Linked DNA regions of Mus musculus: regions 1 and 3 are each linked to region 2. The links are chromatin contacts, called in public promoter capture Hi-C maps. All regions are on one chromosome and are shown on one strand. The core of a region is the stretch at or near the end of the contact, and the rest is flanking DNA. Distances in the headings are between cores, read along the strand shown. Region 1 overlaps Rhod (ras homolog family member D). Region 2 holds the start of Sptbn2 (spectrin beta, non-erythrocytic 2). Region 3 holds the start of Rad9a (RAD9 checkpoint clamp component A).

Evidence for each region. Promoter capture Hi-C pulls out the DNA fragments that hold promoters and counts their contacts.
Region 1: a contact with region 2 is called in a promoter capture Hi-C map of hematopoietic stem and progenitor cells, with 5 times the contacts expected there. A contact is called at or near these places in 12 of 39 promoter capture datasets (the 3T3-L1 cell line, the C10 cell line, cranial neural crest and 7 more), 2 of 130 datasets of targeted methods (embryonic stem cells and kidney) and 1 of 9 other capture datasets (adipose tissue).
Region 3: a promoter capture Hi-C map of neural stem cells shows a contact between it and region 2. A contact is called at or near these places in 1 of 39 promoter capture datasets (neural stem cells) and 1 of 130 datasets of targeted methods (pancreatic cancer cells).

Annotation. Positions count from the first base shown.
Region 1 is chr19:4,428,598-4,431,558 of GRCm38.p6, reverse strand. All of the region lies in intron 3 of Rhod (ras homolog family member D), which reads left to right. Among named protein-coding and RNA genes, the nearest start is that of A930001C03Rik, 9.2 kb to the left of the region's middle.
Region 2 is chr19:4,709,657-4,712,839 of GRCm38.p6, reverse strand. It overlaps Sptbn2 (spectrin beta, non-erythrocytic 2), which reads right to left and starts at 1,632. Exons shown (of 37, transcript NM_021287.2): 1 at 1,196-1,632.
Region 3 is chr19:4,200,226-4,203,155 of GRCm38.p6, reverse strand. It overlaps Rad9a (RAD9 checkpoint clamp component A), which reads left to right and starts at 1,553. Exons shown (of 11, transcript NM_011237.2): 1 at 1,553-1,673; 2 at 1,757-1,827; 3 at 2,099-2,227; 4 at 2,577-2,691; 5 at 2,785-2,884. The coding sequence starts at 1,640. It overlaps Gm30082 (a long non-coding RNA gene), which reads right to left and starts at 1,448. Exons shown (of 4, transcript XR_388289.3): 1 at 1,358-1,448; 2 at 918-1,029; 3 at 718-772; 4 at 1-618.

The DNA of each region.
Region 1 (2,961 bases), core at 434-2,933, 280 kb after region 2:
GGGGGAGCTAACCATCTGTAACTTCAGCGGGGGGCAGTGGGGGGACAGGACGAGCGTCTGCCTGGGGGGGGGGAGCTAACCATCTGTAACTTCAGCTACAGGGATTCTGACACCCCCTTCTGGATTCTACAGGCAAACACATATGCACACACATTATTTTAAAAAATAATAAAGGGTAAGTAATTAAGAGCACTTGTTGCTCTTGCAGAAGACCAAGGCTTAGTTCCCAGCACCCATGTGGTGGTTCACAACCATCCATAACTCTGGCTCCAGGAGATTGGACATCTTCTCTTGAACTCTATGGGCATCAGACATGCATATGTGGTGCACATACATACATGCAGGCAAAATACTCATACATATATAATAAGCTAAAACTTTTTAAAATGAATACATTTTTAGGTATATGGCCTGGAGATGACTGAGAGGTTAAGAGCACTGACTGCTCTTCTAGGGGATCCTGCACCGGGGACCTGAGGTCTTCTTCCGGCCTCCACAGGCACAGTGTGCGTGTGATACAAACAAAACATCCACGCACATTAAACAAAAGAAAAGGGGCTGGTGAGATGGCTCAGTGGGTAAGAGCACCCGACTGCTCTTCTGAAGGTCCGGAGTTCAAATCCCAGCAACCACATGGTGGCTCACAACCATCTGTAACGAGATCTGATGCCCTCTTCTGGAGTGTCTGAGGACAGCTACAGTGTACTTACATATAATAAATGAATAAATCTTAAAAAAACAAAAACAAAAAAAAAGAAAAAACAGTGCTAGACATGGTGGCACACGCCTTTAATTCCAGTACCCAGGAGGCAGAGGCAGGTAATCTATAGGAGTTTAAGGCCAACCTGGTCTACACAGTGAGCTATTCATATTGAATTCAGGGATTCATAGTGAGACCCTGTCAAAAAACAAAAAATAAAAAAAACAAATCAAAAAGCTTGGCAGGCCTTAGATGTGTCTGGGCTTGATAGATACAGTGAAACTCAGAACAAGACAGCAACTTGTTCCGGGTCACACAGAAGTGTGGCCACTGAGTCTCTGCCCTGGCTCTCATTCCAATGGCTCCTGCCTAAGTCACCCGCAGGCTAGAACACTGGCTTTTTTCCCTTCTGACTCTGCTGAGAGTGCTGGGTGACTCAGAGGCTGTCTGCCTAGCCTGGGCCTGCTTTAAGTCATGTGAACTATAAAGTCCAACTCTAGCAGCTCTTGCCCGTCCACTCCATTTCTGCCTTTGCTGGTGGTCAGAGGCCTCTCATGATGCCCTAGAATCAAGAGGGCTTCCCAAGGCTACCCTCAAGGATCAAAGAGGCAATCCTTTGAGATCTTCTGCTCAGCCATGGCACAGCCCCTCACCCACTGCTTGCCAAGGCCTCCACACAAGCAGTACATGGTCAGGTTCCCTTGGGCAGTGACAGCATTAGAAAAGACAACGGTATGGATGTGGCAACAGCAACAAACAAAAAACTTGCCATGCCTGGCATGGTAACAATCCCAGAACTTAAGGACAGGCAAGAGGGTCTCTGAGTTTAAAGTCACCCCTGTCTACATAGTTAAGTTCCCCCAACTAGCCAGGGGTACACAGTGAGACCGTCTCGAAAAAGTAAAAAGGACATGCCATGGAGTGTGCACTGTACTGGCACTTACATGAGTATTTGTTAACTTACGCTGTTTTTCTTGGATCATTCTCTATTAGAGTGGCAGCTCTGGGGTGGAGCCTAGGTAGTCGGTTACGTGCATTCCTCAGCAAACCTCTGTACCAGGCCCTCGTGGGCATTAGGGACGGATGGGAGGGAAGTGGGGGAGGGGGACAGTGGTGCCTGTGATGCAGTGGAAACAGTGGGTAGATTCTGCATTCTCCTAGAAGCCAGAGCCCCAGGATTGCTGATGGATTGCAGGTGGATAAGAGAGAGGTTGGAGCACAGCAAGCAGAAGGCAGTTACCTCTTCCCCAGGGTAGGGAGCAGCCTGGGACAGATAGGGTGGGGTTGAACAGGCCTATGGTAGCTGAGCTGCAGGTCCCTATAGGGAATGTGGGGTTGGCCTGGGAAACCATTGAGGAGCCACCAGTTGGGCAGGGTACAGCCAAGGGACCTGAGGAGGCCACCCAGGGAGACAGACCAGCTAGTGAAGAGGAGAGCCTATGGGTGAGGAGGGGCAGAGTGGGAAGAACTGGGAGAGCCAGAAGAGCAGGTCCTGAATCCAACGCAGGCTGCTCTAAAGGAAGCCGTCCTGGGGTCTAGGTTCTCACAGGCTTGGTCCAGCTGAGGTCTCACAGTTGGGTTCAGTGGAGCCCAGCAGCCCCTTCCCAAGGACAGACTTGGTGAACAGAGAGTATGGAGAGACTACCTGGGCTCCATTTAGACCCAGGATCCAGAGAATTTTAGCAGCCTTTCCTGAGTGGCCCACCAAACAGCCATGTACTCCTGAAGATGAGAAATCTCCTCTTTATCTCTGGTGCCCTAGATGTGTGGTCAAGGCTAAAATAACTCATCCCTAATGTTCTTCTGTGGGTCCTCCCTCCTGTTGAGGCAAAGGTCTTCTATGTAGCCCTGACTGGCTTTGAACTCAAGAGATCTGCCTGTCTCTGACTCCTAAGTACCTGTGTCAATGGAATTTAGGTGTATTATGTCACCACACCCAGAAAGCTTGCTTTTTCTTTCCTTTCCTTTTCTTTTCTTTTCTTTTCTTTTCTTTTCTTTTCTTTTCTTTTCTTTTCTTTTCTCTTCTCTTCTTTTCTTTTCTTTTTTCTCTTTTCTTTCTCTCTTTCTTTCTCTCTCTTTCCTTCCTTCCTTCCTTCCTTCCTTCCTTCCTTCCTTCCTTCCTTTCTTTCTTTCTTTCTTTTTGAGACACGGTTTCTCTGTATAGCCCTGGCTGTCCTGGAACTCACTGTAGATCAGGCTGGCCTCAAACTCAGAAATTCGCCTGCCTCTGCCTCCCAAGTACTAGGATTAAAGAAAGGCAT
Region 2 (3,183 bases), core at 383-2,882:
AGCTACAGCCATTTCCACCAACCGTGTCCACTTCTCTTATCAATGAGAGCCCTAAAAGGAAGCATGGAGCTATAGCTACCACAGTGGGGAGGAAAAGCCCACGCAGCACCATAGCCAACAAGCTGCGGAGCTAGATGAAGCTGGGTATTCACAGGCCCCAGGCAGACCTAGTGCGTCCCCAGTCCCACTACCAGCACTGGCCGGTCCGCCGCAGGAACCGACGCACCGCTAAAAACATGCGCTGCCAGAAGCGCTCCGAGCCCAGGCGACCCCGATCCATCAGCGCGTCTGTCAGCCCAACTCTTCCAGACTCTTCTCTGCGCTCCATAGAGGTCCGCGTGCCCCAAGCCTCGGCCCCCAGAATCTTCACAGCGATACCTGGGTGTCCCGCACAGGACCCGGGAACTCGGCGTCGCATCCTCCCTCCTGAGCTCCCCAGGACCGACCCCGCCGCCTGCACGCGGCCGCACAAAGCGCGCCTCCTTGCCGGCCGGGACAAAGCGGGCCGGGGCGCCGGCTGCACCTACCTGGGTGCGGAGCGCCTGCCGGGCACGGGGAGCGCGGCTAGTGGGGGCACACTTGTCGCCGCGCCCACAGCCCGGTCGCGAGGGGTGGTTGCGGGAGGTTACTGGCGGCGGTGGCGGGGCGGCCCAGGGCGCACGGCAGGAGGGCGCTGTCACAGGGCGCGAGCGGCGCGGGGGGCGCGCGGGGCCGGCGGCCGCGGGGCGCGTGGCGGCTGCGCGCGGGCGCGAGCGGCGGGACTGCGGCGCCGCGGAAGGAGGACAATAGCCTCCCCCTGCCGCAGGCCGTCGGCTCCCGCGGGAGGCCCGGGACCATCTGGAGCTCGCGGCCCCGCGGGGCTTGGGGCGGGGCGCGAGTCATCCCCCTCCCCACCCGGCGTCATGGCAACCGCGGCCCCTCTAGGTTCCTGCAGTAGTTCTCCGGTAGGGGGTCTCTGACCTTCCCCGGGGCAAACGCAGGACGTTCGCTCCTTCGCCAGTTCCCGACCCCCCACTGTCTTCCGCGTGGATGCCCCGATTGACCCCCACCTTCCGGTCCTCGCCAGCCCCGCGACACCCTTGGGCGTCTGGGTACCACCCACAGTTAACCAGGCTTATTCTTCCCAGTTTGGAATTCCACCTTTGTCTCTGTCGCGCCTTTGCCTGGATGCGCAACCCCTTTAAATGTCACTTACCTCCGAGGTTTCCCCGAGATGCGGCCTCCGTTTCCTTTTCAAAGGTCCCTTTTGGGGCACCTCCAGGCCATCTCGCTTAAGCGTTTCTCTCTGCCTTGCCCCCTTTCTCTCGTCCTCCTTCTGGCAGGTAGGCTGGCCCGCTTTCCAAAAGCATCTCCATGGTGCTCCTGGAGATTCGCCTTCTCACAAATCAGATTCTCGGAACCGTCATCACAGCGGCTCCTCAGCTCCTCTCATTTATCAACCAGGAGAATTCCGGCCTAGTCACTGTCTTAAGGGGGTTGGGGGCAGGGATGGACATTTCTAGTCCTAGCACGGCCGGGTTTCTTCCTGGTTTATTAGCAGCTGAGTGGTCTACGGTTTAATGGCATTAACCAAGGTGAGCTGCTATCTGCCTAGGAGAGGAAGGAAATATGCCCAAATCAGAGCAAATGCACAGAGTGGGTGCTAGCAGTGGGTGCTAAAAGTGCGTTATGTCATGTGACACTCCCACCCCCACTCCAGCTCTGAAAGTACTGTTCCTCCAGATTGGAGAGCTAACTAAGCTCAGGGAGGTACCAGAAGGGAGAAAAAAAAAAAAAAAAAAAAAAAAAGATGGATTTTTGTAGCAAGCCTTTGGGTTCTATACTCCTGAGAAGAGCTAGGCCCTTTCATACACTAGGAATGCCTGAGATGGACAAGAAAGGACCACAAAAAGAATGTTCTTTCAGTGAATTATTGAGCTTAGGGTATTAAAATAGCTTTATCGTTAACTAAATTTTACCATTTTGCTTCTTTCTGGGAAGGTATGCATATCTAAAACAGCTACATGTAATCACACTACTTTTCAGGTATGATTTTCACAGAGTAAGATCACTGTGTTCAATGTAGTTTTAAAAAATCTGTAAAGTAAAACAAAACCTTGCTACCACCACCAAACAGTTGCATTGTTTTATCCATCTGGCCCTGGTTTTCCTCGTGTATAAAGTGGGTTGGGGAGGGACTGGGGAGTTTTGTTAAACTGCTAATCAGATCTGAGATTCTATCATTAAACGGGAATTTAGCCTTCTGTAAACTGTATTTCAGGGTGTTTATGATTTTTAAAAAGTCACTTATGTAGAATGTGCTACGCCTTTAATCCCAGAGTTCAGAAAGAGGCAGAGACAGGCAAATCCTGAGTTCAAAGCCAGCCTGCTCTACATGGGAATTCCAGGCCAGCCAAGAATTTGTAATTACAAACAAAACAAAAAAACTACCTCACTCCATCCAGCAGTGTAAACATGAGCTTCTCCTGACCCCAGAGCCGGAGTAGTCAGGATGTTCAGGACTAGGCCAAGCTGTACATGATAGTCGTCATGGAAACATGGCCAGGAGACATTAAAACTGATGATGAGATGGGAATCAGCTCAGCATCAGGCAAACTGCAAACCTTTCGTTTCTGTGGCTCAGGATTCTGGGAACTGAGGGTCTCAGAGACAGCCTGTTAGGTTGTGGTTAGAGTAGGCAAGGGTGATATTAGGTCTTGTGATTGACCAAAAGAATAGTGTTTTTAAATTAATTCTTCATTCCAGTATTGCACAATCTTTTGAAAAACCTTAAAAGCATTCTAATTTTCACTCTTATTAATAATCAAAATGATATTCAGACACCTAAGTGGAAGTCCAAATTAACCAAGTTAACTTACGGCAGAGACTCCTTATCTTGTGATTCTTAGTCTGTTCAGAGAAAGAGTAGGGCAGAAGAATTAAAAGTATAGATTTGGGGTCTGGGGTAGCCCAGTGGTCGATCAGTGGCCTTGCACAAGGCCTTGAGTTCAATCCCTAGTACCAGGGGCAGCATTGGCCTTGGAGTTGGATGCCCTGAGGTTAATATCTACTTGGGAACTGTGAGTGCTGGTTCACACAATTAAGCCAAGCACCCAGTAGGCTGAAGCTTGAAGGTTAGAGGATCAGCCTGGACTACAAAGTGAGACTTGTCTCCAAACAAACCAACAAACCTGGTTTTGTAGC
Region 3 (2,930 bases), core at 304-2,803, 510 kb after region 2:
CAAAACAGAAGCAGTTCCTGCCCACATGCAGCAGCCACAACAGCAGGAAGCACAAATATTAAACACAGAGGAAACTGGGACACACCATGGCTCAAAGCCTAGGGTTTTCTCTGCTGAGGGAACCTTTGCTGTTGAGCCCAGGAAGAGAAGTCAGCATGGGAGAAGCAGGCTACAGCCTTGGAAGCAGCCAGAGTGGCCGCTAAGAGCCTGGCAGGGCTATGGAGATAGGTGATCATGTGGGGTAGGAGACAGTGAAGACCTCTGTGGGACCTGGATCCTCAAAGTTCCTGATCAAGAGACTGGACTTTGCCAGGAGAGTTAAGCCCACCGGGGGGGGGGGGGGGGGCGGGTCACTGAGGACTGTGTCTGGACAGTGAAAGGAGGACAGTGGAGACAGAAGGAGGGCCACTTTGCCATCTGTTTGGGAAATGAAGCAGCCAGAATCCACCGAAGACGTGAGCAAGTGAGGAGGAGAGGATGCTGGTAATCCCCTAACTCCCAGTCTAACAGAGAACTGGACACCTCTGCGTTGTATGCAGCTTGCCTTGGATGTGGAAAGGGAAAGCCGCCTCCTCCCCGGAGGCTCTAGGAAAGAAGCACTTGGAGAGGGAGAGGAGCCTAGAAAAACAAAGAGGGGCTAGGTAACAAACACACCCTCCCCACTACCCACAGGCCCGCAGGGGGATGGGCAAGGGTTGCTCTAGGCATTTGAACTACCTCCCAGAGCAAGGTGAATGCGTCCCAGCTGAAAATCTTCATCCTTCCACACTGTCTGGGTAATTGGTAAAATGTACATAAACCAAACCCCGCGTAGTACTTAAGCCTTCCCAGGGCTTCCCAGTTCATCCCTTCAGCTCTGCCTCCCCACCCCTTACCGCACAAGGCTCGGGACACCCCATTCACCCATATTCGCCTACCCCCATTGTGCTTCTGCTTCTGCCCCTCCTTCTGACAAGTCCATCCTTCCACCCTTTTCTGTCCCAGAACCTTCTCATCTTTCCATGTATTTACGAAGGTCAGTGAAGGATCCTGAAAGCAAAATGAACAGCCCCTTCTCATCGCTCTTGAAGCGAGTTACGTTTTTTGAGGGGAGCTGGTGGTTGCTGCCACAACAGAATCCCCAGCCCAGATTGAGCGCGGACTATCTTGATTTGACCCTGTAACCCCACACACTAAAGTTAGCGACCCGGGAGGGTCTACACTTCCCACGTTAGGGCTCTGGTCCAGAGCTCGATCCTTGGTGCAGACACCTTGCTCCTCCATCTAGTATGCCCTTCACCTATGCCCAGTGCAGCCCAGTGGAGCTGCAGAGCTCTGCAGGGTGTGCAGGGCTCGGGTTCGGGTGGGAGAATCAGACCTGAGGAAGGACACAGGAGCAAGCCCTCCGCAGTCACGTGACCCGGGCCACACCCAATGAACCGACTAGATCACGTGACACCGAGCTTAGGAACGTTTTTCTCACGTGACGGAGAAACCCCGGGTGAACCAATAAGGAAGCGGAGGCCAGGCCGGCAGCGGGGAGGGGACGGTGCGCGGGAAGGGAACTTTAGGCAGTCGTAGTAGCTGCTGGGACTCATTATATGTCCTATCCCGTCCCGGTTCGTGTGCAAAACAAGCTCGATTTTTGTGCTTATGTACTATGAAGTGCCTGATCACCGGGGGCAACGTGAAGGGTAAGTTTGGACCTACCTTGCAGCAGACCACGTGAGCAAGCCCCAGGAGTCCCCCTAACCACTTTCTGTTCTCCTCCCCGCAGTGCTGGGCAAGGCTGTCCATTCGCTATCCCGAATCGGGGACGAGCTCTATCTGGAACCCTTGAAGGACGGGGTAAGGGACTGGGACGCAGGGATGGGGGCGGATTCAATGGTGAATGGGGAGCCTAGGCTTGGTGTTCATTCGGCCTTACAGGGATGGTGGACAGATATTCCGGCGCAGTTTATTATCTCTTGGGTTGTTCGGACATCGGCTTGGGCCCAGTCTTCTGAGGCTGCATGTCTATACAGAGGGTACTTGCTCTTCCTAGAACGCCTAGTGGCAGGCAAGGTGGGGCTAAAGTAACTTAAGGGAAAAGCAATTTTGCCTGCTTTTTGTGTCTCAGCTCTCCCTACGGACTGTGAACTCGTCCCGTTCTGCCTATGCCTGCTTCCTTTTTGCCCCACTCTTCTTCCAGCAGTACCAGGCGGCTTCCCCTGGTCAGGACCTGCTGCGCTGTAAGATCCTGATGAAGGTAAGGGCCACCTGAAGCAGCTCCACAGCTGTGCCTCTGTGCCAGGTACTCAGTAAATGATGAGTTTGACTAGGGAGTTAGTCTCATATGGGAGCTATTCCATGCAACATGCAGTGAGGTAAAGATGTTTAGACCGTAGAGGGCTATCTAAGATCTGTGGAGAGGGTGGTGACATTGGTCAAGAAAAGGTTAGTGGCCCTTCCCAGCAAAGAGACCAGCATGGGCAAGGCAGCATGGGAGTGTGCAGACACCACAGCTTTGTGGGGCCAGTGATGGGGCCAGGGCCTACATGGGATGTAGAGCTGGGCCGTGGAAGCAGTGTGCCAGACTGATGTCCTACCCTGCCCAGGCCTTCCTGTCCGTCTTCCGCTCTCTGGCAATTGTGGAGAAGTCTGTGGAGAAGTGCTGTATCTCCCTCAGTGGCAGCCACAGCCACCTGGTGGTCCAGCTCCACTGCAAGTATGGTGAGCAAGCGGCCTGCCCAAAGAGTTCCTCTGTGGGTGTGGAGGCAGTGGCAGTGGAGGTTGCCAAGCCCTGAGACCATTTCCCTTATCCAGGGGTCAAGAAGACACACAACCTCTCCTTCCAGGACTGTGAGTCCCTGCAGGCTGTCTTCGACCCAGCCTCATGCCCTCACTTATTGCGCACCCCAGCACGGTAAGCACCCCTGCTTCAAACTTCGCCTGAGTCTCTCCTACCTTTA